2 separate regions of the Mus musculus genome follow, and region 2 is linked to region 1. The links are chromatin contacts, called in public promoter capture Hi-C maps. All regions are on one chromosome and are shown on one strand. The core of a region is the stretch at or near the end of the contact, and the rest is flanking DNA. Distances in the headings are between cores, read along the strand shown.

Region 1 (7,814 bases), core at 3,661-6,160:
GGAGGGGAATGCAAAGAGTAGCCGGCAGCCACCATCCAGGTGGGAAGGGGTGAGGATTTCCTGGCTGCAGTCATTCCAAGCCCAGGAAGGCAGTCAAGGCACCACATGGCTTCCTTTGGGCATGGGATACAACTTCAGGTTGAAGGCTGGGGACGGCAAGCCACTTCCAATGCCAAAACTAATCGAAAGCAGGCGTGCAAGCAACACAGCTCCACACATGTCCCAGCAACCATGCTCACGACATCTAGGCATCCACGCATCTGCACGGAGAAACCATTTGCGGTCTCTACATACAACAGAGTATTACTCAGCTGCAGAAAGGAATGGGATTACGGCAGAAAAAGGAATGAAGTCCCAACATGTGTGACACCGGGTAAGCCACGGAAGTGCTATGCTAATTGTGAAAAGGCAGGCACAAGCATCCTGTGAGTCTGGGCCTGAGGGTTGCAGTGTGCAGAGGGTGAGTCCAGAGAGGAAGGTGGCCAAGTGAGGGCTGTCAAGGTGATGTGGGGGCGGGGAGAAGGTCCCTGGCTACTCAGCGGGCACTGGGTTTTTTTTTACGGGGTGAAGGAATGTTCTGAAAGCGGAAGAGACATGATGTAACCATGTGATTATGCTAAGTGCCGCTGAGTGCTTAGTTGCATGTTATATGAATTTTTGCCTCAAAAAAAAAAAAAATATATTACAACACAGTAGGCCAGGAGTCCTGAGAATACAGAAGATGGGTGACTGACAGCAGGGAGTGCTGGAGGGTGGGGAGGCCAAACTCTGCAAGCTTCTCATGACATCCTGAGCAGCTGTCTGTGACTCTCCAGGCAGAGAGCCCAGCCAAGGGGCCATTGGAGACAGCCCTCGATATTGCTCAGACACTGTACCACAGAGCCTGGCCACAGAGGGACTGTGGGAGGGGCCCTGGTAGCAGGGGAGGTGGCCCAAGGAGGGGCCCCACAAACTTCCTCTTGCCCTCATTCTCTCTTCTCCCTTCACACTCTGCTTCTGACTCTTTGCTGGTATTTCCTGTGTCAATCACCGCAGTAAACTCAATCAACCCAGCCTCGGGATCAAGGCACAGGACCTAGGGGCTGCCAGCCACTCGGTGATCAAAGAACTGTGACTGCCCACACTTAGTGTCTATAAAGGTAGGCCCAGAGAGGGAAGGGCCTTTCCCAGAGTAGAACAGGAATGAAGACCAGACGTGGGTAGAAGCCAGCTTCTTGGTACCAGCGTGAGCAAGTCTGTCAAGGATGGTATAGGACCCCATCCTCTGAGGTTGAGCAGTTGGAGTTCTCCTTGAGCCTCTGGGGGGCACTTGGGCGATGCTCTCACAATGTAGTTGGGGAAAGTCATCAGGCAGCTATTTCTAGACTCAGTTCCCCAGAGACAGGGACTGCTTGGGAAAGTCTGGCTGCACAAAGACTAGGCAGCGCCATGGGCTAAGTCCTTTAGCTGTGACTCTCCCTGCCCCCCCCCCCCAGCTAGTCCTTCTGCCCCAGGCCCTGTAGAACTCCTGAATGTCCCACGTATCTCTACACACACACACACACACACACACACACACACCCCGCCCCCGCTCTGCTAGGTCAGCAGGGAGCTTAACAGAGCTGCCTTCCCATCTCAGTAGCAAGATCGAAGCTCAGAAATAACAGTGACTAACCAGGCCAGGATCCACTGGTCAGTAAGTACTATGACCTGGCCCAGGGCTCTTGTTTGGTCAGTAACCACACATCCCCAACAGTGATAATCTGCATACTTCTAACTGCATATCCACATATCCAAATACTACATTATTAGGAAAAGAATTTTAAAATGAAGCAAGAGAGGGCTGGTGAGATGGTTCAGCAGCTAAAGGCCCTTGCCGCCAAGCCTGAGGAACTGAGTTCGATCCCTGGGCCCCACATGATAGGAAAGAACTGACTCTCAAATGGGCCACGACATTCTACATATGTACATACGTAACACATGCACAAACACACTACAATGATTAAATGTAATTTTTTTTAAAGGATGAATGGAAAAGTTCTTAAGTTGGGTCTGGAGGGATGGCTCGGCAGGTAAAATGCTGGCCTCACAACCCTAATGACCTGAGTTCGAGTCTCCAGAACTCACATAAAAGCTGCGTGCAAGCATGTGTAACTCCAGCACGCTCCTGCAAGGAGATGGACACCAGACAGGATGTTGTCAGCCAACCTAGCATACACAAGCCGTGAGGGAGGGAGGGGCTGCCTAAAACAAGTTGGCAACTGAGACTCACACTCCAGGTTGTCTTCTGGCCTCTGGTGTGTGCAGTGGCACCCATGTACTGCCCCGATCCCCACAAAATACTGTAAATCTAAGTTCAAGGCCCCTCGTTCCCGTACAGGACCTGCACCCCTACTTCAAATCCATGGTGATGGGGGATCCCGACCTTGTGTGCACTCGGTTGATGTCTGTGGGATCCTGGCTCAGAGGCCCCAGGTCAAGTCTTCAGACTCTTCCTTTAAGCAAGGACCTCAACAGAGCCTCTCCAGCTTCAGCCCAGTGCGGAGGCGAGGGCAGGTAGAGGGGGGTGCAACCACACCTCCTGACATCTCTGCTGAGGCAGGGCTGCAGCATGTGGTTTTCTGACTTTTGAAATGTCATTTTTTTCTTTCCCCTAGCCCACCGCAGAGCAGCCTGCACCATCGCAGAGGCCCCTACGTGCAGAAAGAGGAACGGCCAGTTTGCTGCAATGACTCAGCCACAAAAATCTCACCGTTCTCCGGAGAGCCCACACATCCCTGGCAGCAACAGTCAGTGGTTACAGTTTTGCACCCATTTCTCAAGTGCCTCGACTTGTGAGCTTTACCTGAGAAAGACCTTACTCTTCTGTGCAAGTCACAGCCCTCAGTGTCATGGAGCCTGGAACTGGCCAAGTCAGGTAGTCAATCAACAAACACACATCAGTGTCAAATAGGTACCAACCTCAGGCAGAGATGAAGTTGCAATAGAGCAGCAGGCTGAGCACCAGGCAAGCAGATCCCAGCCAGCCCTGTATGTTCCAGCCACTCGAGGCATGTGGCTGGCTGACTGCTCCTCTCTGTAAAGGGGAATGGTGGTCACCTAGGCCTGTTCCTGCTGCACCCATCCCTCTGTCTGGTGAGCACCCTGACCCTCAGAGACGCACCAAATGAACTTGGAGGTTCTCAGCCCCTAGGATACAGAAACACACATGCTTGCCAAGATCCCACCCTCCGTGGAGGACGCAATCCAGAAAAACCACTGAAGAAGGAAGTTTGGTGACAGCTTTAACAGACCAAGCACATCTAGGGGAGAAAGAGGAAGGGGAATCGGGACAGAGGAACAGCACAGACAAAAACACAGAGGTCTGAAAATACAAGCTGAACTTCAAGGATGGCTCAGGGCCTGGCCCCTGAGTGCCACAGGCAGGCAGGGAAGTCTGGACAGCCGTCAGGGTAGCAGTGGAAGCTGGGGATTCGAATTATGATGTCCTGACCCAGGAGGGCCAGCCCCTCTATAACTAGGTCCTGCTAATGGTTGGGCCATTGAGCTAAAGGTCCCCACCTGCCCCCAGAGAAACTGCACCCCACCCTCCCCAAAAAAACACCAAACACTGCTTTCTCTATGTCCTTGCTTCTTATCACCTAACACCTGTACAGAACTGATCTCCATGTTGTCACACCCTCCAGGGATTCTATTTAGCAACTAGCTAGGCAATGCCCTGTTCCCCACACACTGCTTCATACAGCTCTCTCTCTCTCGAGCGCGCGCGTGCGTGCGTGCATGTGTGTGTGTGTGTGTGTGTGTGTGTGTGTGTGTGTGTGTGTGTGTGCGTGCGTGTGCGTGTGTGTCCAGGATGATCCTCCCCCACTGAAGCTTCAACCTTCAGCAGCCCTGGCATTCAGAATCTCCATGCTACCCAGCTAGAGAGAGCCAGGACATCCCCACCTTAACCTCATCCCGATGAGGAAACAGAGGCACCCACCTAATGAGAACAACCAGGAAGTTTAGAACACTGTGACTATTAAACCAAGGCCAGGAGATGTATAGGAGGCAGGAGGATGGCAGGGGAAAGACCTCCTTACCAAGCTGCTGGACCCTTTTGAAGGGCTGGGCTGTGGGGCTCCAAAGCAAGTTTGGATCCGTGGCAGGGCATAGACCTGTTCACAGGAGTGGCCTTTGGCCTGCGGCAAGTGGAGATACCCATGACGGATGTCCCCGGACTGTCCCTTGGCTCACCCAAAGAGCCTGGGAGGAACTAACAAGGGGCCAGGCTATTACTGACTCTCATCTTGTCCTACTGTAGCTCTAAGCTGGCTTCCTGGCCCCCACTTTGTCCCTGCCCTTATTTGGGTAGGAGGGTGTCATCTCCTGGCCTGTTCCTCACTTCCGAACATCTCGAGACCCTCAGTAACCCAAGCACTAACTGGCCTTGAGATGAGCCCACCCCGGGGGACAGAGAGGGACCAACACGGGTCCAAGTTCACCAAGGGAACCAAATTGGATCTGGAACTGGAAACTAGCATCTTGGGGTCCACTCTTTCGTGGGGGCCGGACTCCCAGAACTGGACAGGAGTGGCAGCAGCTGCGTAGCTGTGATTTCCTGGCTGGGCTGGGCTGCCTGCCAGGGTTGTCCAGAGTCTATGACTGGCCCATCCAGAGGGAAGGCGGCCTTCCCTCTGGCCCTCCTCCTGGCTCAGCTCCTTACCTCACTAGTACTACACCACCATCCTGCCGGCCTGGGCTCAGGGGAGCTGCCCACAAGGTCTTTGTTTCAAACCTGGGGAGCCCCCTGCCTCCACAGCAGCCTGGAACGCCTCCAGACTGCTCTGCCAGCCAGAACGGCCTCAGCTCACAGACAAGCATCCCTCCCCACTTCTCCCCGCCCCTGCAGCTGAGGCCTTGCCTTGCCTCCTCCTCCTTGCAGGAAGCGCCCAGCCTGATTTCCTACAAGTGTTTGTGAAAAGGAGGGGGGGTTACTCTGCGGAGCTGGCGCCAAGAGCTTAACCCTTTGCTGGGCAAGTGTGGGGCTGCATTGATGGGAAGAGAACTTCTGAGGCCTTGAGTTTGAGACCACCTCAGTTGCAACCACAACCGTGCTTGTACGAGCAGGAAGTCCAGAGAAGGCTTGGCTAAAGTCACATTGCATGCCGGTCCCAGGAAGAGGAGCCTGCAGTTCCTCCACTCCCACCCCAAAATTGGTCTCTTCCATCACCGAAGACTTTATCAAAGCCTCTCCCACTGTGTAGGTCTCATTGCCCATCCTCACAGGAGGGAAAGGGGAACCTCAGCCTTGGCGCTTGCTCCTGTCTGTCCAGCTTTAACTTCGTCTACTAACACAAGTCTCATCATCTCAGGGCAGACTTAGGGATTTCTGCCCTTCCACTTACTGTCCATGCCTAGAGATAAGATGAGCCTGCACTGGAATTGTCTAGGTAAGAAGGAAGAACTAGAGGATCAGGTGAACATCTCCTCTTGTAGCTTCTCCCTCAGAGGCCCCAGAGATGAAGGAACAGAATTATCTTCATGGCCAACCTGTGGCTCCTCAGGTCCCTTCACCTCTGTGAGAGGTGTAGCCATCTGAAGAAGCAGGGTGGGACACAGACACATCACACCTGGCCCTTCACTCTATAGTGAAGTGTGTAAGATGTCAGGTGTGCCTGAGGCAGAGTATGAGACAGGCTGGTGACCAACGTCTCCTGCTGCTTTGGTATCTCTGAGGCTGAGGACTCGCAGATCCTAGGGAAACACCCGAGGTTTCAGGTCTCAGATGCTGGACCTGCCCTGGCTGAAGACAGGGGCCTGAGAGTAACAAGCTGAGTGGGGGTGAGGCAGGACTATCAGGAAGGTCTGGGTGGGGAGGCCACAGTCACACAAGCGGCCGGAAGGACAGAGAGGCAGAAGCAAGCCGCAAGCATGACTGATGAGAATGTTCTAGAAAGGCAGCTGCAGAGACCTGAGAGAAGCAGGAGGCCCTTGAAGACAACAGGATATGATGTGAGAGGACTCAGGGGCCGGGGCAGGAGGTACAGAATCTGACCTTCAGGATCCAGGCTGACGGGGCAGGCAGGAGGAGGCAGGAGCCAGGTAGAAGGAAGATGCTGCAGGAGCCCTAAGTCCGCTCCTGGCTCTCTACTCTGCCCCTGCTGACCCAGAGAGTCAGGAAACAGAAGAGACATGAGGTCAACCCTCTGCCATCCAGAAAGCCCTGGGGGGGGAGGGGGGACCTCAAGGGAGCAGCCAGGCTGGGGACCACCCAAGAGTGATGGAGAGAATCTTAGAGTCCATAGGCCAGGGAGTTCAATGCCAGCATGCCAGCCTCACCTCCTGCTGGCACTGTGACCTCAGTGGCTAGAGCCATGGTTTTCCTTTCTGTGGAACAGGGCTAACCAGAGTGGCCACTGCCCTGGAGAGGCTGCTGTCAATTCCATGACAGACGGCCTGCCCAGTGTGCAGTAAGGGACCTTAGGACCTATGTCATCACCATAGTTTCTGCCCCCGGGTCTCCTTAGGTGGGAGAGTCTGGTCTCCTCCAAGGGCTTGTGACTGATGGGTGAATGGAATGAATGAATGCTCTTGAGGGCCAGCTGCCAGGATCTGGCTAAGTCTGAGCTAGCACCAAGCACTTTCAACCGAGTAACCTCTCAACTCCTATCTCCCAGGCCCTGCCTTGTACACACATCTGGGGGCTGGGGCTCCCTTTGCAGTCCCCCGGCGACTATGGAACAGAGCCAAATCTTATCAAGACCCTGTCTACTGCTCTGGCGACCATGTGGCCCATTGTGTGGGTGGCAGGCTCCCCTGACATCCTGTCACTCACCCGCTCACCCTCCCTGATCATTAACCCATCAACACCAGGTGGCTGCCGCAGCTGGCACACCCTCAGCCTTGTTGAAAGACAGCAGCCAGTATTTACTGTCCTTCACCCCGACACTGGGCCTTTTCCTCCCCCAGCCCCCTTATCCTTCCCCTTGCCCACATGGTATTCCTTTCTGGAATACTATCCCTCAAGTTTACCCATCCAAAGCTACAGACAAACTGAGCCTGGGCACAGTAGCTTTCTCCCAGCTCCTGTCCCCAGCCGGGCCCATCCTTTATTTGGGGTCTCAAGCCAAACTGGGTGGTCCACCTGGCCACTCCCTTCATCATTTAATTCCTCTACCATTGAGTCCCGTTTGCTGAATTTCCTAAACCTCACCAAACTCTAGCCCTGTCTGTCCTCACATATCTTTCATAATCTTTCTGCTCTGGAGAAAACACCCCAGCCCACAACAGCCTCATGGGATTTTCTCAAACAGCTTTCAAACCCAGCCGGACACAGGTTTGCCACTTGGGGTGCTCTGGACCCAGCACTAGGACAAACAGAGGCTGCAGCCTGGCCCTGCTCCACCCTCCCTCACTTCTCCCATTGCTTCCTCATCCTTTGCCTCAGATACAGTGTTTTCCCACGGCTCAGAAGAGGAAACTGAGGCACAGAAGGGAGATGGTAGTTCTCAACCACCCAGACAAGAAAACAAAAGGAAGGCCCTGTACCCTGACCACCAGAAGGGATCTGGAGTGCAGAAAGTCGTCTGCTGATTGCCCCAATCTTGGGTCCAGAAACACTGCTAGACCTGCCCTCCCTTGGTTCTTCTGGAGGCCAGAGGTACAGCAGAGAGCCATGAGCAGCCCAGCCATCTTGGGAGACCAGAGTGAGACACCATAGGAGTGGGGCTGTCGTTTCATCATGACCCTCCTGAGTCCTGGCTCTCCTTTCCTGCCCAGGAGGCTAACCTTCCAGGTCAAAGTTCATAGTGCATCTGGGCAGCGGCAGGTGTCACAGAGAACCAAGAAGAGTG
Region 2 (7,383 bases), core at 3,460-5,959, 2.2 Mb after region 1:
GAGCGGACAGGGAAATGGAAAACAGACTAAGAAACGGGATCACCTTTAGGTCCCATCTATAATTTTTAAGAATGATTTTTTTTCTCAAAGGTTGTGTCATGTCTAAGTTATGATCTAGATGAGAGTTACAGCAGGGAAGAACATTAGCTATTCCATTAATTATTCCTCTGTAGACATTACAACTGTGAAAGCTAAGTTTCTGATCCAACCCCACCCTGTGGCTAAAGTCATCTTTCCAAAAGGCAAACCATGTAGCTGTTTCCTGCTTTAAGCTCCTCCGTGATAATTCCCTACTCTTAAGATAGAAATCAAAACTATTCAGCCATGTATATAATATGAGGTCTAGACAAGCCGCTGCCTCTCTAGACTAATCTTACAGTGCCCCAACTCATTTTCCTCTTATCTGCTGCCATGACCTTTAAGTTCCTTGCATACACCCTATGTCTTTCTCTCAGTTCAGGCACACACTTAGTCTCCCTACAAAATGCTTCCCTTCCATCTCCTCCCGGGTGACTTCTATTCATGACCCACATCTTAGTTCAAATGTTAATTCCTCAGAAAAATCTCCCCAAACTTCCTATACCTTTAATGTATATTAAGGTTTCTTTTTACAGATTCGTATTGCACCCTGACTTCTGTAACCTCTGTCTCAAAAATGTAAAGTCCAGGAATGAAAATACAGGATCAATTTTTGCTGATGTTCCAGATCCACCTCACATAGTTCATGATCCATGATAAGATTTTAAGCACACTCCCTCCTACCCTCTGCCTCCAGGTCTAGGGATTAATCTAAAGGTCCTTCCTCATGGTAAGCAAGTACTCTGCCACTGAACTATATACCCCAAGCACTCTTTGTTTGATTGATTATATGTTTGTTTGTTTGTTTGTTTGTTTGTTTTTGAGACAGGGTTTCTCTGTATAACCCTGGTTGTCCTGGAATTCACTCCGTAGACCAGGCCCATCTTGCACTCAGAGAGCTAACTTCCTCTGCCCCCTAAGTGGTAGGATTAAAGGCGTGCACAACTGCCACCACCATATATGCCACCACCACCACCGCCACTGGGCTTTTCTTTTTCCTTTTAATTTGTGTTTTGAGCTTGAGTCTCACAAGTTACACAAGTTTGCCTCGAACTTACTTTGTAATCCAGAAAGGCCTGAATATTCCAATCCTGCCATTTTAGACCTTTAAATACTTGGGATTAAGGTTCTTTACCATTAGGCCTGGCTTCAAAAGTATTTTCAATAAATGTTTGTTGCATACCTAGTATGCCTGTATGCCCAAGCCACTGGCTAGATTTTCAGAGCAGCAATGAATGCAAGAGTGAGGACTTGGAGTCAGAAGCATGAGAAGTAATTAAGAATTCAGTAGAGATATGATCTCTTCCCAAAGAACGATTCCCCTTTTCTAAGGAAAGTGAGCAGGTAAAGCATGATTAACTTTCTATGTGTTCTGACCTCCTCTAGCTTTGCATGTGGGCCTCTGCATGGCAAGGATAGGAGAGCTGAGGAAAAACAGGCTGTCTATCTTTAACGGGAAAAAGATAAAGAGCATTTTTGAAGAGACTTATCCTCTGTTCACATTTCCCATCCCTCTGAATAATGCTTCCAAAATAGGATCATGTCTGGTTTCAAGCCCGGTTCAGTTCCAATGACACTACAACCCATTCATTTGAGAACCTGCCAAATGAACTCTCTTTTTTCTCCTCCCAAATTCCTGCTGGGTATTATTTTGTTGCCACCAAAAGAAAAAAAAAAAAAAAAAAAAAAAAAGCTTTAGTTGAAATGACAACTCCTTGTTGGGAGAGCAGCCAGAGCTTTTCGGCAGGAGGTGATGGCACCATTTGCCCTTATCCAGAAAACAAAACAAAGGCATCAGACTGAGGACTTCTGGGAGAGCCAGGGCTGCGCGGGTGTTTGTTCAGGACTAGGCAATGGTGCAGGACTTCCTAGTCAGACAAGCTTTGCTTTGGCAATGGGCTCTTACTTGAGGCATTTAAAGGCTCCGTGGGGATGACGGGGGCTCAAATTAGAAACATGAAAAGAGGAGGAAAAAGGGTGAGACTTTTACATCATAAAGAGTGGCCTTTCTTACAACAGTGGCCTTGCTTACAGCAGTGGCCTCCCAGGAATTGCTGAAATGGAATCATCTCTTAGGAGGCGTTATTGTGTCCTGTTGGAGAGAAGCAGTTTAATCCAAGGCCCACACCACACAGAAATCTGAAACAAAGGAAAAATACTCATCTGAAATGTGGCCATTGGAGTCTAGTCTGCTTCATGGTTCATTGTGAACGTTTCAGCCTAACTCAGCCCATGGTCCTCAGCGTGTCCTTGATATGTGACAGTATAAACTAAAAGTCCATGTGAGGATTAAATGAGGTACCTGGCACAGGCTACTCCCTCAGTCAATATGAGCTGCTCTTGTTTGCTGCTGCTGCTGCGCTTGCTATAATTATATTGTTGCTGTTGTAACCGGATGTTAACATTGAAATTTCTATTGATACAGCAAGACGTAACCGAAGGGAGATCCCAACATCAAGCCCATAGACACAGAACTTAAAAATGAATTCTAATTAGGTTTATAACTCTGAAAATCCCAGAAAGCATAAAGGAAGATTTTCATTGAGAGAACTATTAACTATTACCATGTTTGGAGTCTCTAGCATCTTAGGACAGACATACAAGTCCTATGACTTCTACCCCAACATTCTGTGAAGGATCTCTTGGAGTGCTACTTAGAGAATTTGGTACCTGTTGTCAGAAAGTGGGAAGAACAGTAGGCCAGGCTTTACCTTTGCCTGCAGCAATGCTAATGGCCTGTGTTAGAAGAGCAGAAAGGGATTGGCAGAGACACCCAGAGGATTCAGGGATCCTGAAACACTGCTTGTGTTTTCCATGGACAAAAGGAAAGGACAGCATCCAAGCTTTTTGAATCTTCCCTAAGAGCCTCTAAAATGAAACAACCAACCAGAAAACCAGTAACAAAGGTGGATCTGCATCAACCAGCCAAAGAGAAATCACAATGTCCCTAGTCTGAAGAGAAATCTTTAACACTGGGCATCACAGCAGAGACACTTACCCATGACAAAGGGGCTCCTTAAAAAAAAAAAAAAAAAAACTGTTGGAACTGGAAAGGGCAGAGTCAAACAAAGTCTGACCATCGCCGTCCTTAGTTTTCTCTTCTGTTTTGATCATGGAGGTAGAAGAGTAAGAGGTTAGAATTCCAGTGAAGGTCAGCGGTGCCCACTCTCAAGGCCACCACTGAGAGGGGCAAGGGCATTTGACTTGTCAGGTTATATATAGCAGATAGACTGTATAGCTGTACTTGAAAGCATGTTAGCAGTGCAAAATGATAGCCAAGTAGATGTGATCTTAAGTGATTTGTGACTGACCACATTAAATACTTTAAAAGAAGTATGGAAACCAGTACACACACACACACACTCACACACACACACACACACACACACACACACACACACACATGCACGCACGCATGCACGCGCACACACTCACATTTACCGACTTCTTTCAGTTTCTACTGTCAATGGAAATCCTAATTGTGACAGTACTTGCCACATTTGTAACTTATCTGCCATGCCAACATGGACAGCCATCCAAACTGTGGCAATTCTCAACCTAAGCGTCAGACTTAAACTAAGAGGATATGCTATTTGAATGCCTAGCAATATCCAAGCCTGCCCCCTGCTTAATATGCTAAAGCTATCGAACTAGCTAGGTAAAACTCCATCCCGGAGACTGTAGGGCATTATGGAGTGGGTTTTCATAAAATGTGTATCTGTGCTTTGTGCCATGTGTATGCACAATTGGGAAACAGAAATAGAAACAGCATGGTAGAGCCCCTGAAAAAGAAGACCTACTTTGTAGGTTTACAAGGTAGACACACAAATGATCCTCTCCTCGAAGCCATCTTGGCAGCGTCTCAGTGTAGGCACAGGCAGTAGGGCAGCTACAACAGAATGGCTTTTCTGAATTTGAATTCAGCTCCCGTTTTCTAGTTTGGAAACTTTGATCAGTTATTTACCTCTCTAATATGCTATTTTCTCAGCTTTGAAATGTTAATAATAATAGTTCTTATGCTTTATTATTATTATCTAGAGGGTTCACAGAAGAGTATCCATGACAAGTGTGTCAAAGGTGTCATCAAATCCATTCCCTTTGACTCTTCTTGGCTTCCATCCAGCATTTCTCATTTCTGAAGCAAATATGAATCACTAAGTCTCTTCTTGACACCTGCTTGGTGCTATAACAATAAGGAACTTCTCTGAAACTGCTTTCTTTCTGCCCATTGAGGAGATCAGGCATGGACTGAGCACAATTCTACACCTACTGAATCCAACTACTTCAAATAAAATTACTGGCAAGTCATTTCACTTCCCCAATGTTAGTAAAACGCAGACTCTAATTTCTCATCCAAGTGTTCTGAAAATCAAATGAGAGACGCTCATACCTATGACTGCCTATGATCCCATCATGCAAAAACAGCACTTGTTGCTGTCTTTTATAGGCTTAGAGTAATCAAGCATAACCTAGAAGAAGGCACCTGTCTTCCAGAGAAAGAAGTTTTCTTCTGAGGAAGGTCAAACTCTCTGTGGGCACTGCCCAGCAGCTAACTGCTGGCTAATGTTTTGGCCAGAGGCAGGAACCAGTCAACATCTGCTCCTAATATTCATTTCTGCCACTTGAGACAAGGTAAGGGTGCAACTAGTCAAAGGCTGAGAGCTACATCATGTGTGAGCTCCTGCTGCCCTCTAGTGTCTACTTAAGATGTTTGCTCCCAGGATGCTTTTTCCCAGAAAAAAACTGTGGTTACAGAGTGCAGCTTGCTGGGCACTAAAGAGGAGCAGAGAAAAAGAGAGAGAGAGAGAGAGAGAGAGAGAGAGAGAGAGAGAGAGAGAGAGAGAGAGAGAGAGAGAGAGAGAGAGAGAGAGAGAGATCTTTGGCTCAAGGGAGCGTGAGTAAAAATTACTGCAACAATAACAGTTCAAAATAGCATTTCCTTAGAGACCCATACAGTACCACATTTGGAGATATACAACCATAGGGTAAGAAAAAAGTAACAGTCTGCTCCATCACTTATAGTTTTCAAGCTAGGCATCTGTGAATATATGCTGAGAAGGAAAACACAGGGGATAAGACTAGATTAGGGATTCCGAATGGATTAAATATAAGAAGGAAAGAAACTCTCAGATAGCAGGGCAGACGATGTGCTAAAAAGCTGTTTTCAGATTACTCAGAGCTAAGGCAGTTGATCAGGGCTTTCATTCTCTACTGCCAGACTACTATCCATGAAATTGAATTCAAGTAGAAGAGCACCTTTGTCTACTCAGTATAAAAGGTGGCTTACATCAGTGACAAGGAAAACTACACAGTATCCCAGGACAGTGCTGATGCCAGTGGGGGTTAAAAGTAAACTTAGGAGACATCCACAGACCTTCCAGCTGCTATAACACAGTGATGATGAGGAAAGACTCCCGGAGACCTGCCCTCCCCCACATAGCACGAGTAGGCCATAGACACAAAGAGGCTTACCTATCACCATGGCATATGGTGTGGGAGAGGAAAGGCATCAATAGACCTTCCTGCTACCATGCCACATGGGTGGGCTATAGATAACTAGAGGCCTGCTTGCCAACACACCAATTGGCATAAACAGAGGGGTTAATCCAGAGGTCTACTAGCCATGTGGCTGCCTGCAGCTGGAGCCACCTGCAATGTGCAAGATTGACAGATGGGAGAGAAAGAGAAGCAGGACAGTATAAGCATTATGAAGAGAGATGGGACTGGAGAGGTGACAGAGAGGAGGAATAGCTGGTTGTGAGTAGCCAGCCCTGCTGCCTGGGGCCACGATGAAGTCTCACCACTGGATGCTGTTGCCACTGAGATTCATAATTATACAGCAGCAGGGGATGTTGTTGCTGTCAGTGGTTCATGTTACCACTAGAAACTTGGTTGGGAATAACCCTGGTCTGGGATCATGTGGCTATCCAGAGGCTATGCAGAACTGAGCCTGCCACTCACTGGTTGTGGCACTCTGGAGAGCTGGCCCCACTTCTCACAGGAGGCAGCACTTGAGAGAATAGACCTGTGCCTTGCCTGGGCAGTACAATGGAGCTTTCTCTAGTGGCAAAGACAAGGGTGAGCCAGCCCCAAAGGCATAGGTATTGGAGAGATGACCCTACACACACACACACACACACACACACACACACACACACATATGCCCTGATGTGGGTGCAGGGGGATGCTCTCCACCCCCTTGCCTCTCACCGCCTACACCTAAGGCAGTCAGGAGAGTTGAGCCCAGGGTCCTAAGAGTGGGTGAGCTGGCGCTACTCCTTGCAGTAGAAGCACTCAGGATAGCGGGCCCTGCACCTCCCGTGAGGAGCACAGGAGAAATGGTCCTGGTGACATAGCTCTGTGGACATGAGCACAGAAGGGCCGGCCTCATCACTTGTCTGCCATGAGGTGAAGTGGGTAGTATGGGGGTGATGTCCCTTCTTCCCACTCCACCTGTGATAGTGGGAGAACGGGCCCCAAATCCAGGAGAGCAGTAGAGCTGGCCCTGTCCCTCATCTCGCAGCTGCAGCACTTAGGAGAGTAGGCCCTTCACCTTGCCTATGCACACATTGGAGCTGGCTGTGGAGGTGAGCTTGTGAGTAAGCCAGCCCAGAGGGCATGAGAGCAGGAGGGCTGACCCTGCCTCCTGCCAATGGCAGCACTGGGTGACCTTAGCAGAAGCAGTGCTGGAGAGCACATCCTGGTATGCACATAAGGGGGAGCTGCAGAGGTGATCAGCTCAGCTACTACCCAGGCTCAGATTCAGGGCTTTGGGTTTGCACATCCCAAAATCTACATCATCTGTGAACTGTGGAGGTATGAGAACATGAGAACGGGCTGGCCCTGCTGATCTAAAGATGCAAGACCTCCATGACACGGGGCAACAATAGGATAACCAGGAAGAGGTCCAGTGATGATCCAACATTGATGTCACAGAAGCCAAAGATCTTGAACCAGACCAATGACTCGTTGCAATGAGTGAAGATGTGTGGATAGAGGGATATATTGTGGTATACAGTGTAACACACTGCAGCTTACATGAAGAGATGTTTTCTATGGTTTGTTTGATTTTGTTTGTTTTTGTTTTGGTAGGGAAGAGGTTTCGAGGGTGGAGGGTAGATATGAGGGGACAGGGAGATGAGTGTGACTAGGGTGCATGATGGAAAACTCACAAAGAATCAATAAAAAGTTTATTAAAGGTGACTTACAAGCCAGGCGTGGTGGCGCACATCTTTAATCCCAGCACTTGGGAGGCAGAGGCAGGCGGATTTCTGAGTTCGAGGCCAGTCTGGTCTACAAAGTGAG

Evidence for each region. Promoter capture Hi-C pulls out the DNA fragments that hold promoters and counts their contacts.
Region 2: a promoter capture Hi-C map of second pharyngeal arch cranial neural crest shows a contact between it and region 1, with 9 times the contacts expected there. The contact joins the enhancer-like site here to the promoter of Akna in region 1. A contact is called at or near these places in 6 of 39 promoter capture datasets (the 3T3-L1 cell line, cranial neural crest, embryonic stem cells and 3 more), 1 of 15 datasets of contacts at CTCF or cohesin (the NIH/3T3 cell line), 9 of 484 Hi-C or Micro-C datasets (the HL-1 cell line, cerebellum, cerebral cortex and 5 more) and 4 of 115 datasets of contacts at active chromatin or transcription factors (astrocytes, forebrain, large pre-B cells and 1 more).

The regions. Positions count from the first base shown.
Region 1 is chr4:63,398,535-63,406,348 of GRCm38.p6, forward strand. Akna (AT-hook transcription factor) reads right to left here and starts at 4,911. Exons shown (of 22, transcript NM_001045514.3): 1 at 4,685-4,911. Gm52742 (a long non-coding RNA gene) reads left to right here. Exons shown (of 3, transcript XR_003955424.1): 2 at 1-373; 3 at 2,637-3,592.
Region 2 is chr4:65,585,267-65,592,649 of GRCm38.p6, forward strand. All of the region lies in intron 16 of Astn2 (astrotactin 2), which reads right to left. Among named protein-coding and RNA genes, the nearest start is that of Trim32, 16 kb to the right of the region's middle. Within about 2 kb of position 4,710, at least 7 of the 459 cell types and tissues checked have an H3K27ac peak or open chromatin away from gene starts, as enhancers often do. A contact at or near this core is called in second pharyngeal arch cranial neural crest, where this site is marked.